2 separate regions of the Gossypium arboreum genome follow, and region 1 is linked to region 2. A link is a contact called in public Hi-C data. All regions are on one chromosome and are shown on one strand. Each heading gives the region's core, a stretch centred on a gene start, on an enhancer-like site or on the middle of the called end of the contact. The rest is flanking DNA. Distances are from core to core; before and after follow the strand shown. Region 1 holds the start of LOC108456924 (DNA ligase 4). Region 2 holds the start of LOC108457042 (protein TRANSPARENT TESTA 9).

Evidence for each region. A called contact is a pair of places that touch in the nucleus more often than the background predicts.
Region 1: a Hi-C map of leaf shows a contact between it and region 2, with 2.8 times the contacts expected there. The contact joins the promoter of LOC108456924 here to the promoter of LOC108457042 in region 2. A contact is called at or near these places in 2 of 5 Hi-C or Micro-C datasets (both in leaf).

The regions. Positions count from the first base shown.
Region 1 is chr13:127,161,973-127,169,420 of ASM2569848v2, forward strand. It overlaps LOC108456924 (DNA ligase 4), which reads right to left and starts at 1,937. Exons shown (of 25, transcript XM_053024258.1): 1 at 1,240-1,937; 2 at 654-739; 3 at 438-574. The coding sequence starts at 1,664. It overlaps LOC108461285, which reads right to left and starts at 6,065. Exons shown (of 2, transcript XM_017761119.2): 1 at 5,624-6,065; 2 at 3,986-4,149. The coding sequence starts at 5,906. The coding sequence ends at 5,634. It overlaps LOC108456939, which reads right to left. Exons shown (of 2, transcript XM_017755701.2): 2 at 7,101-7,329.
Region 2 is chr13:127,019,057-127,026,326 of ASM2569848v2, forward strand. It overlaps LOC108457042 (protein TRANSPARENT TESTA 9), which reads left to right and starts at 4,668. Exons shown (of 21, transcript XM_017755858.2): 1 at 4,668-5,073; 2 at 5,812-5,863; 3 at 5,953-6,029; 4 at 6,109-6,242; 5 at 6,354-6,450; 6 at 6,592-6,649; 7 at 6,807-6,915; 8 at 7,034-7,157; 9 at 7,241-7,270. The coding sequence starts at 5,021. It overlaps LOC108482912 (RING-H2 finger protein ATL43), which reads right to left and starts at 1,261. Exons shown (of 1, transcript XM_017786019.2): 1 at 1-1,261. The coding sequence starts at 1,033. The coding sequence ends at 41.

The DNA.
Region 1 (7,448 bases), core at 687-3,186, 140 kb after region 2:
GCAAGCAGGAGGATGTTTTCTAAGGGAGGAAGAGAGGGAGAAGGGAGTAACCTATTTCATCTAGATTACCTAGCAATTACAGATTTAAATTTTCCAAACACAGAATTTTAGTGCAGATAAGATATGAAAAAGAAAAAATGAGATCAAATTGTTAGAAAGAGAAGTAAAATCATAAATGAAAAGAATGCTCAGTCATCACTTCAGACGTTCTTTTTAGTCCCGACGCACTAGCTAAGAGCAACCTAAACACAAATCAGCTGATGCCAGATGTTAATATTTTTTTTTTCAATTTATAAACTCTTTACAAAGTGAACTAGAACAGCAAGTCCCTCAACTGATAGCTTTAGAACACTACAGACCAATAAAAATTTAGAGACTTAACCTAACAGAGGCAGTTAAAAGAGAAACTGAGAGTAGCTTCAATGTGTATAACACACCTGACGCTTATGACGCTGAGTAGGATCCCTTAACTTTTCACAAACCAATTTTAGGTCACACGTGACATTAAACAAGTCTTCCGCATCTGGATGAAATTCTTGAAATATGCTCTTCTCAGTAATTCCCAACTTGAGATCTGCAGGAAAAGTAAACTAGGGATCAAAGCTTTCACAGCAGACAGAAAACTCAGGAGTTCAGTTGCTAAGAGATAATACCTTTTAGAATAATCATGATAACCCACTTCATTTCCTGTGCATTTGTCTTATTAATCAAAGTAGCAAAGATTGCAGTCTTCTCAGCCCTGACGTCAGAAACATAGAGGACAGGACCAAATATTCAAGTAATGCATTTACAACACTTTGGACTACATTTAGTTATTACTTTTTCTAATTGTTTTTTATTCAAGAAACAAAAAGTCAAAAGCTCATTTGGTTACAAAAACAAAACTTCAATGACTTTGAAACAGTTGGATACTACTGGAACCAATGTCACGAGTAACAAATACAACTTTTGAATTATTAGCCAGAGTTCGACAATCAATGTTCAATTTTTTTCCAGAAAAAAAAAAAGCGGGAAACAACCCATTGATTAAAATAAAAATGATACTCTTGAAATTTCTCAATTTCATTCTTTTTCTTTTTAAATATATTCTTACATTTATATGAAACAATCATCTCCTAATATGTATTACATTCGAACTTCTAGCTCACTTTAGGTCAACCACAACAACATTCATCTCTTTTTTTTCCAATTAACTTTCAAATAAGCAAAACGAAAAGCAATAACAAGTAAAAAAATCACCTGCTTTCAGCAGAAGCCAATCGATCAAGCAACTCATTCAACTCCTTGATAGTAAGTCCCCCGGAAACCGTACCTTGCCTACGCTGCAAAATCTCAGCAGCAACAAGAGCAAAGTTCCCAGCATTAGCACCAGTATTAGCTCCACCTTTGCGCCAATTGATAAGACGTAGAGCATCAGCAGAATCCCTCGACAAGCCGAGAGCATCGATGAGGCAAATTGCGAGAACAGACTCCTTGAGGCCGTAAGTTCCACGTTCTCGATCGAGTGAAGGAAGGATAAGCCGCATAGCACTGAAGTAATCGGATGGTTTACAAAAGGTGTCGAGGAATTTACGAAACTTAGACCGCTTCTTCGCCGACGGTCGGCTCCTCTGGATCCATGTGAATAAACTCACTAAAACGCTTAACTTTATTTCTTCCGTCATTTTATTTAAATTTTTTCTTTGTTGTTTGAATTTCTTTTTTGGTGTTAGATGAGATAGAGAGAACGGTGCTTCTGGTTTATTTTTGTAGCTTAGAGAATTTAAACCGCCAGTTTTGCGTTCCGTTTTAATAGCTTGCAGAGGAAGGACGAAGAAGAACCGAGCTACGTCACCGTTTTAAGAAAATAAAAGGACAAATTGTGAGTTTGGTACTCGGTTCAAACTTCGAATTGGGGATTTACGGCTGATTCGGTATCATTTTCTGGTTAAAGTGAAATTTTGTATGCGGTAAACTATGCCTCATGCTCACTAAACTATTAATAACTTTACATTTTAGTCACTTAACCTCAAAAAGTTATAAAATAATCATTATTTTATTTAAGTCACTTGCTATTAAAATCAAAGTAACATGAGATTCTCTATTTGCATTGTCTACACCAATAGAAAGCCCTTCTCCTTTTTTTTCTATAGGTTCTTTTTTTGTATGAAATAACTTTTAACGACATAAATTTACGAACCAATAATCTAAATAGTTTTTTTTTATTCATCGATGAGTATTGATCTATTATACCTATCGTCGAATCATCATTTGGAGCTCAATATTGAACTTTAAAGGAAAAAAAAAGCTCAATAGTTTATATAAAAACTTTTAAATTGTTCAATGACTTAAATAAAAGATTTCAAATAATTTAATAATCATTTTGTAACTTTTAAAATTGATTGAATAAAACATAAATTTACTAATAATTTAATAACACTGGTTGTAATTACCTTTTTATATAAAATGATTTTTTAGTAAGGGATAAATGTCAAAATTGTACATGAACTTTAATTCAATATGCAATTTAATACATGAACTTTAATTTGGGGCAATTATACACATAAAACTTTGATTGTGATTCAAATGTATACATGAAACTTTAAATTTGATTCGATCATACACATTTAAAGAAATAAATACATCAATTTATTTTTATATTTAATAAATATAATTATCTGTGTATGTAATATATAAACACATAAATTGATCCTATGTCAATAATTGATCGAAAAGTTTATGCATAAAATTGCACAAAATTATAGTTCATATATAATTTTGAGATTTATCCACAATTTTTTTAAAACATTGTTTTTATAATTATATATTGTTTTTAATGATTTTATTCATTTTAGTTAAATCAAAATAAATAATAAAAGCTGATTAATTAAATTATTTAATTCTTTTATTTTTTTCATTTTACAATCCAACTTTATTTATTACCCTAAGTTTAAAAATAAACATTTAATATACTATATTACATTTTGTCTATTGCATTAATATTATTTTTATCTTTTTAGTCTAATTTGCGCTAAACCATAACAAATAGCATATTTTTAATACAAAAAGCTTATTTTTCTTCTTCTTCTTCTTGTCACTGATAAAAGAACACTCTAATTGCTTATTGTTCATTCCAATTCTAATTTATTTATTTATTTTAAAAATATATGTATAATTATTTTTATTAAAATGTATCCATTTATTGTTAAAATAAAATATTATAATCTTTTAACCTTTGTAAAGTAAGAAAAAAGTTCTAAATACAATTTATAAAATATGCTTTAAATAATCTTACATTTCGTCAACTATAAACAACAAATCTTACATTACATAATAATATAACATACTCGGTAATATGCTAAAAGACCGTAATGAAACCTTGGCAATATTGGTAAAGACCAAGACTTCGAGACCTTAACTATCCCACTATACACTAAAATCATATTATATAATGTATTACAGAGTACAAATGCCATATATGAGTTCTTCTCATATTTATTTCAATCCATTGTGCATTATGATTAGTATTAAGTCAATTATAATGTTATTTGATCTAACATGTATGATGTGTACAAAGATGTTGAAATTAATTAAGCTATTAGAGTTACCGGCTTTGGAAGTTACAGTGTCGGCGACTCTTAAACATCCTATCGAACTATGGTCGAGTTTATCGGAGAACGCCACGAGGCAGTGGTTTTAAACACCATATACAAAACAAGGTTCAGTTGGAAAAGTGTGTCGATGTCGTTGAATTTGCTGTAAAGCTTTGCATTAGATGTTGCACAAAAGGGATGACCTCTTCTATACCACAGCTTAGTGTCTCTTCTATGATCTTTTGATTTAATTTTTTTTTATGGTTCTTAGTGTACTATTTATGTACCAAAAGATAGTCATCAAGTAAAATAAAAATGAAACAAACCCTTATTAATCAAATCAACAGAAACCAGCAACACATACCATACCAAACAGCATATTGTGTTTCCATGGTAGTCTAATAGTCTTTCACTTATTTTAAAGAAAATGTACTCTTTTATTTTTGCATTTGATCAAGACAGCATCTTCCTCTGCCAACATTTGTTCACAAATTACAACCAAAAAGCATTAAGCAAATCGAATTGTTACTGGATAAAACCGAGAAGGGCACAACAACGATCCAAACCATCTTTAAAGCTGCAAAAATAATACATGAAATTCTTATGACCAATCAGTAAAAATAATAAGCCAAGTAGTTTAAATCAGGGAATGCAGGGAAAGTTGAATGGCATTATAACACCAAATAGTTTTTTTTCTTATGAAAGTGGCAAATGAGAACAGCATATCACTGTATACAAAACCAAGCTTCGTATTTTTAGGCACATAGAGCGAGAGAGATTAATTATCTTCGAGAATTGGAATACCAAATCATATCCTTTACTACCAATTTCACACACAGCTTCAACAAAGTTCCTATCAACACCCTCCTAGACTCTCCACTACGCACAATTAGTTATCATTTGAACTTGAACATAGCCCTTATGACCAAATTTGTTGACTAAATGTGATCGCATGGAAAACACTACAAATGTAAACATAGCACCTTTACACTGCAATTAAAATTTCAAGAAATGTACCAAATGCCATCTTCTCATATCAGCCACAATATTTGTCCTATTGTTTCTATGAAACTTATCTGGTCAGCTTTGGAAATGAAGATACTATGTATGCCAACTAAGTCTATATGGTTCACGAAACATATGAACAGTTACTCAACATATTTGCTTTGCTTCTCTGCCCATGGGATGATATATATACAATTAGGCAGCAGCAGGGTGATGTAATGCCAAGTGTCAATACATTCATTATCTTCTAGAAGTGGGTAATTGTTGAGGGGAAGCCAGCTTGTTTGAGAGAAGTCTCCAAAATGTTGTATAGGTCGGTACTGTCCCAAGTCAAGGTTTTGTCACCCGACTCTGCAGAGAGCAGACAGCCCAAGTGTCTTAAGTAGGGACAGGGGAGTTCAACAAAGTGGGAGCCCCTTGTTGAAATGGACCATGCACGGCACACAGCTACCTACAAAGGGAATGTGGACATTTGCCTATGATAGAGCTTGAACCCGTGCCCCTTAAATGACAACATTGGGCAACTTAGGTTCAACCCCTACCAGTGGACGCTCACAACTCCTTGGTAGCTAGCCATGAGCCAAGCACAGTCCATTTAAACGAGGCGCTCTCACTCTGTTCAATCCACCACTTCAGGCACTCGGGCTCTCTCCGCAAAGCCGGGAGACAAAACCCTGCCCAAGGACAATACAGACCCATAGAGGGTTCTGTCCGGACAGATAACACTCGGAAGACTTTTCCCCATTTAGAATTTTAAGAAGACTCACCAAACGCTTGTTAACCCATCATAGCAATAAAATTCAATTAAAATAAGACACAAATATTTAGGAAAAACAAAAGCTCAATTAAATCATCAATCATGAAAATTAAAAATCACAAAAAAAAAATGGATCTAAACACAAATTCACCCACATTTCAACAACTATAAATGAAATTTCTCATTCCATCACAAAAAAAAAAAAAACCTGTCACTCATCAATCTAAAAGGACAAGCCATGCCAATGAATCTCCCAAAAATCCAAAAATAAAAACGAGATGAAAAGTACCTAGATGGGATTAATGATGACCGTGTTCCTCAGCATGCTTCTTGAGCTCGAGGTGGCGTCGCTCGTTGGGAAGAGCAACAAGGTAAGAAAAGATCATCCCACCGAAACAGACATGGTAGAGAGGTTCGATAGAATCAGTCTCAATGTACTTAGCATGGTAATTGTCCAAACCCCTCTGAACAGATTTCTTCAAGTAACCCATAGATAGCATCGGCTTGAAGTAGCCAGGAACTTCCTTCAATTTCATCCCTTTTATCTCGCTGTAAACTTTCCTCATCGCCATTTTCCCCTAATTCAAATAAAACCCTAAATTTCCCTTATTTTGCTCACTGCGTGGCCTACGGGAATGGGGAAGATCTAAACAAATTGAAGAAGGAAAAGAAAAGGTTGAACAAAGGCTTTTCACGTTGGGCCAGCCAGCCAGCCCTGCTTGTTATTTCTTTAGAATAAACTGGATTTCCCAAATGTTAAAATATGCTTTTGAGTCCCTATACTTTAATATATTTAGAATTTATTCTTCTATTTTTAAGATTAAAAATTTCAAGTCCAATTATTAGGCTGATGATTTTTTTATATTCATTGGAGATATTTTGAAATAGAAAAATTAATCATGTAACAAAAGAAATATTACAATAAATTTAAATTTAACAGAAAAATTAACAACATTAATAATTAAATTTACATTTTGAAGTTTCTTATAAATAAAAATTAAATATTTACAGACACTTAATTGGTTGGCAAATTGGATGAATTGTAATGATTCATCGTTTTAGTACTGGCAATTTCGTTATTATTTAGAAGAAATCTTATAAATAAAATTCAATTTAAAGATAGCTCATTTTATTCTTTGACTATTATATTAAATTATTCGTAAATTTATATTTTAATCATTCAACTTTAAAAATTACAAAATCATCAGTAAATTATTCAAAAATATAACTTTAATAACCGAACTTTAAAAAAATTTATTCAAATCACTGAATTATTAATTTTTTTAAAATCTAGCTAGTGAATTTCAAACAACAATTCGACAATTAATACTATAGATCAATTCCTCAACGAGTAACAAGAATATAACTTAGATCTAAATCGAACACGACCAATGTCAAAAATCGAAGAAGAAAGCTGCTCGAATTTAAATTCTCAAATTCATGATGTTTAAAGATATTTCATGAAAAAAACTAAACTGTAAAAAAAAAATGAGATCTTTCAATTTATGCAAGATGTGCAAATAAAAGAATTCATAAATTAATTATTTTAACAACCCAATAAATTAAAACTTTCAAATAAACCAATGATCATTTTATAACTTTTGAAATTAAATGACCAAAATGTATATTTACTAATAGTTTAGTAATCTCGATGTAGTTTACCTACATTTAAACGATAATAATTAATTCAGCAATTTATTAATTTTTACTCTTTTTTTTCAACTTATCCACATAAAAAACAACCATGGAAATAAAAGATGAATAAATAAATAGAAATCAGCAATACATGCCTTACCATAGCAAAAAATCAAATTGTGTTTTCCATGGTAGCCTTTCACTTACAAAAAAAAAGAAAAAAAGATATCTTTATTTTCTTACTGAATGCTGCAATGCATTGATCAAGACAGTATCTTCCTGCCTACAATGTTCACAAATAACAACAATCAAATGGTCACCCCATAACCCGAGAAGAGCCCGACCCGGCCCATCTTTAAGCTGCAAAAAATTAGATTAGGAAATCATTAATATAAGCTAAGCATAGATCTAAATACAAGTAATCAGATATTAGGCATGATTATGCTTCAGAACAGTAGGTACTTCATGTTTAATATAGC
Region 2 (7,270 bases), core at 3,418-5,917:
TATTTATTACGCTTCTACCAATGCATTCCCTGTCTCTCTCTCACCTGCTTCTGCACCTTTCTTCTTCTGATTTTCCATTTCCATTTTTATTATTATCATCATTTCCTGTCTCTGCAACCAATGCTCCTCCTATTCTTAATCTACGGCTCTGACTTATAATCATTTCCGACCGTAGATATAACAGATCCGACGGTTGTACGTCGCTCCATCTTTGTTGGTACCCACTCCCCGTACCCGTACCCGATACTATAATCCTATGCTCCATTCTCTTCAATAGCATCCCGTCTTTCCTGTAACTCCCCACCGTCGCCGCCGCTGTCCGTTCTCCGGCGGCGTATGAGTGCCGCCCTGATACTCGTCTCGTCCGGTCTGACTCAGTGGGTTCAAAACGATTCGAAGATGAAGCAGAGGCAATGGTGGTTGGATCTTGGTCTGATATTAAGAGTATGTCTTCTGGGTCAACTCGGTAACGACAAAGAGGACAAGTTGAATGAGCATCGAGCCAAGTATCAACACACTCGGCATGGAACGCGTGTTTACACTTAGGTAAGAGACGAAGGAGTTCATCGGGTTCGAACCTGGTTAAACAAACGGCACATTCGAGACCGTTTTTATGACCACTCAGTGAGCTGAACCGGAATAACGGAAGCGATTCCACCACCACTCTGTTGATCCCCGAATTCCTCCCGGTGGTGACCAACGATGAACTGTAACTAAACGGGTTAGTAGTATTATAATTACTATTGTCATTGTTACCCCCACAATGTTTAGAATAGAGTAACAAAAGGAAGATGATAGCAAACAAGGTAGTCAAAATAGCGACGAATGCTACAACTGCGGTACTTGGTTTGAACGGAGAAGAAGAATTTGGTCTTGTTTGAGATGGAGATGGTAATGGATTTGTGCTAAAATTAGTGTTCCCATTGTTGTTGTTGTTAGTGTTATAATAATTGGTGTAATTATCTGCAAATAAAAGGGGAATGAAGAACAAAATGGGAAGAAAAAATGGGAGTGAAGGATAGGAAAGACCCATGTTTTAGTGAAAGAGAATGAAAAAACGATGAATGTTTGGAATTTGGGGAAGAGAGATTTGTTGAGATATTTGGGGGGAGAGGGGGGTTAGTGAAAAAGTATAAGAACAAAACAAAATAGTGTTTATTGTTATTATTTTATTCTAAATAGAGGCAGTTCTTAGTAATAAAATAAGTAGTTCTATTATTGTTGTGATCAGTAAGTTAAAGAGAGAGAGAGGAGAGGATACGTGTATTTGAGAGAGTTGTATTGGTTAAGTTAGTAAATAATATTATTTAATTATTTTATCAATTATATTATTTTTAAAAGTAAAAGTTGATAAAAATTTTAACCGAAATAACTAGTTTACTTTTTAATCTAACTTATAAGAATTATTTAATAAAATAAATAAAATATAATTTAACTATTAATACTATAACACGAATAACACCGAATTTATTGATGTATCGTTTAGTTTGTGAATTCATAGAAAACTTTGACAAAGAGCAAGAAAAAGTTATGGGGAATTGGGAAAGCTCGTGTAATCTTACTCGGAAATTTATTTTTTTGGTTAAATTTTGCTTTTGATCTTTGTATTATATGCAACTTGTGGATTTAGTTCATTTACTTAGAATTTTTACTTTATGAAATTGAAATTTTAGCTTTAACTTTAGATGGTAGTTGTTAAATGCATTAAGTTACGTTATATTAAGATTAAAATTTTAAAATTCAAATTTATAGGGATTAAGAATGATCAAAGTGAAAAATATGGATTGAATTCACAACTTAGGGCATTATGCAAAATTAATAGTAGAATTTAACTAAATAGATTTAACTACTACATTTTGTATCAAGATTAAAATTTTAAAATCCAAAAGAATAGAGACTATAATTTTAAAATTTTAAACTACACTCAAACTATTAATAAGTTTATGTTTTGATCATTTAACTTCAAAAAGTTACAAAATGGTCATTGAATTATTCAAAAATTTTGTTAAAGTCATTAGTTTGTTAAAATCGTTGTTGTATAGTCTTTCTGTTCACACCGCTTGCAATGTCAAGATTTTGCTAACAAAAATTCAAGTTTTTTTTTTCAATCTCCAACACTGACCGTTAGACCAATTATTAGATTTGATGCTCTAAGTATAGTATTTTCGTCAATTTGTACTTGTAATTTTTTTGAACAGATTGGTTAATAAAATTATTCATGAATTACATTAATAGTTTATATATTGTCCTCACGTGGTTTTTGCACACAAAGCAAAATGGAAGCAAATGCTAGTCATTGGTTGTCTAGTGTTTAACAAATATTAAGCGGTATTACGTTGTCGGATCGTAATATAAAAAGATAACTTATATTTGTAGACAAACTTAAACATGTTCTTAGTCTAATTGTAAATGAGTAAACTTATTGAAAGACTAATATGTCGTCTATCAAATCCAATTGGGGAGATGCTTTGTCTTGGGTATCGAAGCAGATGACTCTTAGAAGATAAAGACGATATGACTGACTGGATATTGGATAAGACCCAAGAATAATAAATCCTAAATCCATTTATGGATTTATTCACATGTGACATTCATAGTATGGCATACCTAAATCTTGAGTAGACGACAAATTATGTATTTGTGACTCGTACACTTTAATGTAAGTAAAAACCTAAGTTCAAATAAATAAGAAATCGAAAGCTAGTGCGTTGGGTGTACAACTTCTGCGGTATGTAGCATCATTCACAATGTGTAATTCATAGTCTGAGACGTGAGTAAATGATATCATTTCATTGATATTACATGGTTGATGAAAAGTAAACATGACCACGAGTCATTCATCTTTGTGATAGATAACTCAATTACTATTTTATAGTAATTGAATTTTCATGAAGGAATATGTAATTGTTACTATGAGATAACATAGGATCATATTAGGAGAACAGATATTATCCTAAAGAGATCAATGATGTCCTATGAGGGTAACACATTTATGACAAGGTCAAGTACTAAGTAGTTGCTTTCGTAATGGTATGTCGCTAGGGAGAACTCAGTTATGATACTATAGTGAAATGACTTTGTGACTAAATGAGTTTATAATTAATATGCAAAAAGTCTCAATTATAAATTATTTGAACCCTAATTGCATATGTCCAATCGGTCCTTTTGCAAGCTTATTGAAACCAGAAATAAATTGTGTGTTTGAATCAAAATGAATGGAATAATTAGAAATTGAGAAAGGGGAAATATTCAAGAATAATTATGGTTTTCTCCGAAATAGAAAAATGGAATTATTTGGAAATGAATGCAAGTTTCTTAAAATGGAAATGAAAATAGAAACGAAAATGAGAAATGATACATTTGCAAATGTACATGGATTACTAAAAAATGATCGGAAGAATGAGTTTATATTTTTGAGCTATTTTAAAGCCCAAAAATGAAAATAAATCATTCAGTCATAGTGAACATGTTGAATGGTGAAATATTAAACATATTCTCTTGAAAAATTTACTAGGGGTAAAATCGTCATAATTTTGTTGGGGGTAAAATTGAGATAAGAAAATCATTTAATATAAAATATTAAAATTTATTTTAAGAAATAGAAAAATAGAATCGGGTTGGATCAAATTACAAAGTGTTGAGTTGAAAAGTTCATGAAGTACTTGTAATTGGACCCAATATGAGAGAGGCCCAAAAACTCTTCATGGATATGAGGGGGCGGCAACCCTAGTAGGAATATTAGAGGATGTCGTTCATCCTAATCTTACTCTAAGTAGGAAGTTAATTTTTCTATTTGAAATAAACCTCTACAATTTAACAAAAGTTCTACTTTTTATTCCTATAAATAGATGATACCGATAGACCTATTAACACACAACTTTAAGAGATTGTTACTCTGTCGAAAAATAGAGAGAATTTATTCTTTACTATTAAATATATATATTTTTCAGAATAACAATTTTACCGGTTTCAATTAAAGAAGAAAGAATTTTTGTTTTCACAAAAAAAAAACTTTTTCTAGTTCTATCTTTTTGATTCAATTAATTTGAGCTCACATCTGAAGCAGTTCGTGGTACAAGAATAGTAGAGAAGATAGTTTGGTTATATTTTGAAAAACATTGAGGACTCGTTTATCAGAAAACACAGGTACAATTTCGGTCTAGGGTTTATTGCTAAAAATATCACAAACCGGGTTGATTTTCAAAATTTAATTTTTCACTGTGTAAGAAAATCATTTTCAAACCGGATCTTTTTCAACATCGACTTGGATCTAAGATGAATTCTTTTACTTGTTGATGGGTACTTATCATCGTTCAATTGTCGAATCATCACTTAGTGCTCATTAGCCAAACTTAAAAAAGAAAACCTTAACAATCGAGTGACTTAAGTAAAAACTTTTAATAGTTCAGTAATTTAAATAAAAATATTCGAATAGTTAAGTAATCATTTTATAACTTTTTAAATTGAGTAACTAAAATATAAATTTACTAACGATTTAATAACCTTGAGTAGTTTACCTTTTTCATTATCTCATCACTTGTTCAGCTTTCATTCTTTTGCGGGCTTCAATTGGAAAATTGAGAACCGAAGGATAAACCCAACAAATTATTGGGCCTGGTCCACCCGGTACTTGTTTGACCCGACTCGTAACCCATATCGAATGCTAGCTCCGCCTTCACTTCATCAAAGGCTTTCTCGGCTTTTCTAGCCAAAAGGTTAAAAAAAATTCATAATAATAATTATTAATCTCAAACCACCTGCATATTTTTAATTTCTATTCCACTTTTGTGCAAGGAATTACACCAAAAAAAGTGTTTGTGTGCGTGTCTTTTTTTAAAATTATTTTTCTTGATTTTCTGACTCAACTTCTCTTCGATCGAGATCCATTGAAGTTTACTTTGATCAAAATTGAGGAAATTGAAGCAAAATTTTATTGGAATTATTAGTGGAGAATAAAATTTGCACAGCGGAGCAAGAATGAATCGTGTTGAGCCAAATTCTCAAGTTTGAGGAGCCAATCATGTGGTTTTCCTTTTGGAGATCCAGAGATCGATTCTCCTTAGACGAACTCAGGTTTTATTTTATTTTATTGTTTTTTTTGTCAATCGTTTGAATTATTCTCTCTCTCTCTCTCTTTTTTTTTTTTTTTTGTAATTTTGGGGATTATCTCTGTTCGTCTTCAACAATTTAAGTTCGTATTGTTGATAAATTTGAATTTGAGTTCGGTAATTTCTCGTCAGTGCTGCTGTGAAACTTTAACTGTAGAAATTGATTGTGAATCTTCGGTTTTTCTCAGTAATATAGACTTGTGTAAGTTCTGTAAATATAAAAAAATTGAATAATTTTTACTTCTCACTGGAACTATTGTGTTTCAAATTGCTTATGCTTTTTATATCAATTTTATAGAAAAAATGCACTCGGTGAAGTTGACTACCAAATAGTGAATTAAATGTGAAATGTTACATGAATATTGAATAGTATGCGCAATGATTCCCCGTGTAGAAGTCAAATTTAATGTTTTTTTATTATTTTAATTTCGTTTATATTGGTAAGATTCATATAGCTTTGATGATACTGAAATGTTGCCTTGGAATTCCTTGAACAAGCATGTAATATTTTTCTGGTTGAATTTTAGCTGTTGGACACCTTAAATCAATAGTTGTTAGAGCTTCGATACTAATGGATATATTCATGTTTCCAAGACAAAAGTTGAAGAGCAGCTTGATTGCTCCGGAAATGTGGGTTGGACTTTTGTATCTTTGAATTTGAAATCGTGCTTTTAGATTAATTGTTGTGTTTCCTGGTGTGCAGATATTTAACGAACCAGTTGCAGAAAGTTCAAATTGTTAATGATGTTAATAAGGTAATAGAATCATACTTCATACTATTGTTATTACTGCAGTTGTCATTTGCCTTGTATCATCTGCCGTCATATTTTTATCCATTATGAAGGATTTCGTTATTGAGGCATTGAGATCTATTGCGGAGTTGTTGACATATGGTGATCAACATGATTCTTCCTTTTTCGAGTAAGGTTTCTTCATGCTTACTACCTATATGATTCATGTTTCTGGTTCAGCACTTTTATGTCGTACATTCTCCCTGCAGGTTTTTCATGGAGAAGCAAGTCATGGGAGAGTTCGTACGTATACTGAATATTAGCAGAACTGTGACAGTTTCTCTTCAGTTACTTCAAACAATAAGCATTTTGATTCAAAACCTAAGAAGAGAACATGCCATATGTAAGTTGGTTGTTGAAAGAAAAAAACCAAAATTTGCAGTTCCTTGGTCTTTTGAGTTGATTCTAACACTGTTGGACGATTTTATTGATCTTCCTTGTGAAATTTTTGCAGACTATATGTTCAGTAATGAACATGTTAACTACCTAATAACTTATTCATTTGACTTCCGCAATGAAGAGCTACTTTCTTACTATATATCATTCTTAAGGTTTGTTTTCTTTTCTTTTAGCAGTCCTTATCACTATAGGTGACTTCTATATGTTATTTTTTGTTAATTTCTTAACCAATTTAAGTCTTGAAAGCATTTTTTTAACATTGGTATTTCAACTGTCATTCTGGGCTTTTCTAGAGCAATAAGTGGAAAGTTAAACAAGAACACAATTTCTCTGCTTGTAAAGACTCAAGATGTAAGTGTTCCTCTCTTTTATATATGGAATTTGTTTCCCTGTAAAATTTTTTTCTTTATTACTCATTTTTTAGCCCTTGTTAAAAACTGCCGCTTCTCTCTTTTTTCTCTACTTCCAGTTGTTGAATGACTTCTTCTATTTGTCATTTTTTTTCTAGGAAGAAGTTGTTTCCTTCCCGTTGTATGTTGAGGCAATACGGTTTGCTTTTCATGAAGAAAGCATGGTTCGCACAGCAGTGCGTGCTATAACACTGAATGTTTATCATGGTTGGTTTCCATTTTTCTATTTTTGTTCATTGCCCTTTCATTTCCTTTTTATACCATTCTAAATACATTTCTGTTGGTACAAATAAATTTATATTCTGATGCATCTTTTTTGGTTCAGTCGGAGATGAATTTGTCAATAAGTTCATTGCCAGTGCCCCTCAATCTGATTATTTTTCAAACTTGGTCTCATTTTTCCGGGATCAGTGCATCAATTTAAGCAAGTTGTTTTCTGAACGTCCAAAGTAAGTGTCTGAGTAATAATCTTATTGTGAAACAACAGAATCCTTTTTATCTCCTAACATGATAGGTTTTATGGCTAAGACAGAAACCCATGCTCGGAGTCTGTTTCTGCGAT